Regions from separate parts of the Gossypium hirsutum genome. Here region 1 is linked to region 2. A link is a contact called in public Hi-C data. All regions are on one chromosome and are shown on one strand. The core of a region is the stretch at or near the end of the contact, and the rest is flanking DNA. Distances in the headings are between cores, read along the strand shown. Region 1 holds the start of LOC107910682 (bromodomain-containing protein DDB_G0270170). Region 2 holds the start of LOC107908088 (probable serine/threonine-protein kinase PIX13).

Evidence for each region. A called contact is a pair of places that touch in the nucleus more often than the background predicts.
Region 1: a contact with region 2 is called in a Hi-C map of leaf, with 2.6 times the contacts expected there. The contact joins the promoter of LOC107910682 here to the promoter of LOC107908088 in region 2. A contact is called at or near these places in 8 of 34 Hi-C or Micro-C datasets (anther, callus, leaf and 1 more).

Annotation. Positions count from the first base shown.
Region 1 is chrD02:24,375,778-24,378,477 of Gossypium_hirsutum_v2.1, forward strand. It overlaps LOC107910682 (bromodomain-containing protein DDB_G0270170), which reads right to left and starts at 1,295. Exons shown (of 9, transcript XM_016838639.2): 1 at 697-1,295; 2 at 11-47. The coding sequence starts at 1,119.
Region 2 is chrD02:24,129,336-24,132,035 of Gossypium_hirsutum_v2.1, forward strand. It overlaps LOC107908088 (probable serine/threonine-protein kinase PIX13), which reads right to left and starts at 1,402. Exons shown (of 6, transcript XM_041088683.1): 1 at 1,051-1,402; 2 at 597-964. The coding sequence starts at 1,105.

The sequences.
Region 1 (2,700 bases), core at 45-2,544, 250 kb after region 2:
TGATTTTTACCATGAAGTGTGTGCGTAGTTTTGGATACTTTTTCTCCCTGCAAACAAGACAACATATTTAACAACCCAAATAGAAACTACAGATGGAGATGGTTTGCCTTGTTCATTGAAGAATTGGTGATGAAAAGTAGCATTAAAATGAGCAGAAATAAAAAGTAGAATTATTATTTTGTTTTTGATAAGCGAATTATTCTTAATATTAAAGAAAAGACAAATTGAAGCTTTTGGGTCTTCAGACATGATGGTCTGTGCATATCTTATTCTGCACATAAATAAAGGCCAGATAAATACAAGATAATAAAGAATAAAATTTGTAGAATTAGGAAATAAAGAAGATTTTCAAGACAAAATCAAGTTTTCCGAAAATAAAAAAATAAAAAAAAAGTAAGATAAATATCAAATAACCAAAAAAGAAAAAAGAAAAGCACAGTTCACGACTTAGTCAAACCTGTCCAATGTCCATAATCTCCGATCCAATCACAAGAATGCAATTCACGCGCGAAATCCAAAAGTTCAATTTCAAAAAGGAAATAAATAAAAATATCCAAACAAAGTATAGGAAAATCTCTCTTTTTCTTTTCTTTTTTCGTTCTTCTTTTGTCTGTTTTTGTTTCAAAAGACATCACTTCCAAAAACCCACAAAAAGCTATTTTGATTTTTTATATATATTCATGGATAACTAATCACCATTTGATCAGATCTAGGACTGAGGGTGGTAACCTTTCGTCGCTTGAGGGATGCCTCGGGATCGCCACCATCCGCGTTCGAATCGGAACCGCAGGAGGCCGAATTGTGCGCCGAAGGAATCGGATAATGGTGATGATTACGAGAAGAATTGAGGCCGAGCAATAGCTTATGCTTCTTCTGTTGGCGCTCGTCGTCGTCGTCATCATCATCATCATCACCACCTCCTCCGGCAATCCAATCGGGAATTGGGGAGCCTCCGTGGAGATTGGGGTTCCGGCGAGCGGATCGACGGCTGGAATTGGTAGAAGAAATAGTGTTTAGGACATTTAGGGGGTTTTGTTGAAGCGCTTGCTGCTGTTGATGTTGTTTGAGAGAGCGTTTCTGGAGTTCTAAGAGGGAGGGTCTTCCCTTCTTCCTCTTCATTGTCTCTGCTGCTATCTCTCCTCCAATCTCATTACTGTATTCTTTTTTTTCTTGCCCTTTATTATTTTTGTTATTTTTTAATGGAAATATTGGTGTTTTTTTTTTCTTTGATGGAGCAAGGGAGTGGAATCACTGGGATAGGATGCCGGCGTGGAGGGAAAGTCACGTGAAATGGATGGGATGTGCCCCACTCTCACGTGACACGAATTTCATTATTTACATTAAATTTGTAATATTTTTTTATAATATAAATCTTTGTTTAAAAATTTTAATGAAATTCTTTAAAAAATAATTATTTTAAAAATTTTAATGAAATTATTTAAAAAACAATTAATGAATTGAAAAGGTAATGTAATTATAAAACTTTTTTTAAAATATTTAACTAATTTAAAATCAATTATATTAATGTTATATAATTTTAAAAATATTTATTAGTAAAATAATACAAAAAATCATCATGATTTGAATAATAAAATATTATAATTTAGATAATATTATTATTAATTTCTTATATATTAATTCTTTTATGTATTATTAACATTTGATTTTTTATAATTTTATATTTATATTTATTCTACTTTAGTCGATGAATGTAATTAATTTTTACTATAATTGAAAAATATAAATTTAATTTGATAAACATTATTAATATGTTTTTTTTTTAATTATATTTTCAGTTTAACAATTTAGGGCACGTTTAGTTCACTAGAATAGAATAGAGCTATAATGTAATAAAGTTACAATGGAATAGAGCTGTAATCAGTAATTCAATTATTTGGTTGAATTTAATGAAATATAACTGTAATTGTATTATTGTGTTTGGTTGAATGAAATAGATATGTAATAGCATAAAGAAAAAAAACTAAAATGACCATAATACCTTTACCAGAATTTTGTTTAGATGTGGTTATTAAATTTTAATAAGATTATTATCAAATATAATTTAATAAAAATAAAAATAAAAATAAATAATTTAATCCTATTTTAATATAATTATTATTAAATATAATTTAATAACATTCTTAATATAATTATTTTTATATTAATTTATATTAAAATGTTTTTTATTTTTATATTTAATTATATTAAAATATTAAAAAATTTTATTTACTATATTTTAAAATAGTACACTATTATTTGAATGCATTACTTCTCAAGTTATCTCAATTTTATGATTTCAACTAAAGTTTCATTTGTTATTTATATAATTTTTATATAAAACTTTTTACCTATGTTATAATCTAAAATTAATTAATTGTATTAAACACAAAATTTTTATTAAAAAAAGATAAAGTCACAAAGCATCCAAAAGAAAAAGAGCATCTATTTATTTTTCTTTTTTCAACTAAAAGAAACAAAAAATGTTTGTTTATCTACCTTATAAAATTGGAAAAGGTGAAGTTAATGAGAAACAAATAAAAATGTTTGTTTATCTACATTATAAAAACAAAAAAAACAAAAATGTTTGTTTATCTACATTATAAAATTGGAAAAGGTGATGCTAATGAGAAAGTTTTGCATTAATGGTTGCTTTAAAGGAAATGATTAAACAAATTATATCAAATGATATAACCCCAAAAG
Region 2 (2,700 bases), core at 152-2,651:
TAATAATTAGATGTAAAATAAAAAAAAGTTTCTACAAATTTAAACTTAAAATTAAATAATAAAAAAGTTTCAAAAAAGTTTCAAAACTAAAAATAAGTTATAAGAGTGGACTAAATATTAGTAGTTGAATTGATTTATTGCCGTGTAAAAGAAAAAAAAATACTCCAACTAAACCTAACATTGATAAATAAGTAGACAATGAGAACCTGGGAATACATAAAATATAAATCAATTGTGTTAAACCTGCATGAACATACAGTAATAAAATTCCAACTATCTCATGGAAAATGAGGCCAAATTATAAAAAGCATAGAAAAGTATACATAAAATAACACGCGCCGTATATTTCGGAAAACAAAATAATTCTGCTGGCTGGTGTTTACATTATCAAATACGCCTCTTCATTCAATCATATAATGACTATTCTGATTATACACGAACTTAAGAATAAAATAAATTTATTTTTTTTAAAAGTACTAAAAGTAAAGATAAAAATGAATTTAATAAGAGTCCTAAAATGAAATTAACATGGTTGATAAATGTTTGTAAGAATGAATGGGAAATAAGAAATAAAATAAAATAAAAAAGTAAAATACCTGCCATTCTTGCAAGCCTTGAGAGCTATCGGGATTAGATTTCTTGACGGCAACAGCGATGCCAACTCCGACTTTAGAAGGAGCATAGGTTTTATCATCAACCCAACCTTTAAACACTCTACCGAAACCTCCCTCACCCAGCACCGTATCAGGTCTGAAATTTCTGGTGGCTGCCTTAAGTTCTGCCAAAGTGAATATTTTCAAGGTGGTGCTCACAATCTTTCCACTGGCCGGAACTCCTCCTCCTTCGCCCTCCTTGCTTCTTCCACTGCTTGTTTCGTTCCCTTCACCGCCACCGCTTTCTTTGTTTCCTGTAGGTGGCACCACTCCATGTTGGTTGCTGCTGTCCTTTAGCTTCTTCGTATCTTCTGCATGTGTGTTCAATCATATGAATTGGTTTGGTTGGGGTGGTTGCTGCTGTCGGAAAATCCAAGGCAAGTTTGTTTGTACGTACCTGGGGTGGGTGGCTGGCTATGATGATCAACTTGAGTACCAAAGCAGTTCCCCATATGGTCTGATAACTTGTTTTCTTTTTGCAATTTCGATATCTTTTCTTTGGGATTGAATAGATATAGCAAGTCAAAAGGATTATTGACTTTAAAAGAAAAAAGAAAAGCTTTCTTGAGGTTCGAGGAAGAAGAGAAGAACGAGGGGCGAAGCAACCAAGTAGATGGGATGTGGAGGAGAACGGGATAATGGAGACTTGGTGTTTGTTTGGACTTTTTCCTTGGTTTTATATACTAATCAAATCCTCCTCTTGTTTCTGTCACTTATTTCTCATTTCAACCTCCCATTTTACACTCTTTTCTTCAATTTGCTTACCATTTAATAAAGAATTTATCAACAAGACTTCATCACAATTGGAGTGATAAAAAATTAGTCTTTAATTAATATAAATTTCAGATTTTCGTTTTATCCTTACAAATTTACAAATCAGAATTCCAGCTCAAAAACCAAAACAAAATTTCTAAGCCATAATAATTTATTTTAACATTTTATTTAATTTTTAAATTAATATTACTTATCAAATTATTTTAAAATAGATAGAAAAGTTAATGTCTATTAACTTTGCTTAATTGGCATACACATAGATGTCATCTCAATAATTAATTAATTTTTTAAAAAATCTAAAAATATTATAAAAATTATTAAATTATTTAAAAAGTATGAAAATTCTAAAAAAATATTTTTTAATATTTTTAATTTTAAAAAAGAATCAATTAATTATTATTATAAAATACATGTAGAGTGTCACCCTACATGAATGTCATATTAAGAAAGTTAACCGACGTTAATTTTTTTCATTTACTTTGAGATAATTTGATAAACAACACAATTTTAAAAGAAAAAAATTAAATAAAAAATTAAAAGATTTTTTTTATAAATTGAAGGGAAAATAAATAATTTTAATTTTTAACCAAATTTGAAAACAAAAACATCATGACAGCTAGCAATAGAAAATTAATTAATATAAAAAAAATGAAGGAGGAAGTCAACGGCAATTTCCTCCCGATGGCTTGAGCTTCTTGATGGGCCCTATACTATGCTTCTAAGTGGGCCCTATGCTATGCTTCTAGGTGGGCCCTATCGTTGGCTCATTCAACTCAGATGAATTTCATTTTCATTTCATTACATTGACATGACCTGCATTAAACCTCCGATCTTTTACTTTATTTTGAATGACAATGTATTAGGCGAAAGATAAATAGAATAAGGGTTAGTTTGGATGGGCGGTGCGTTTACCTGCGGTTAGTGTAAAAACAGCAGTGGCGGTGAGATTAAATACTGTAGCAATACTGTAGCGTGCGACAAAAAGTAGGCTAAACGCACCGCACCATACCCAATCGCCTATCCAAACCCACCCTAAATCAAGCGATGAGAATATGTATATTATTTAAATAAAGTTTTTAGTTCGAGTTTTTGAAATAATTTTTAGTATAATTTTTTTTCAAACTGGTTCCATTTTCAATTTAATATAAATTTAATTTAATTTTCAAATATGAAAATATTTTAGAAAAATAAAAAGGAATTTAAAAAGAGTCTCTTTTTTTATATAATTAGTTTCTAACGGCACATTCATTGCATATGATTTTACTCGTTTAAT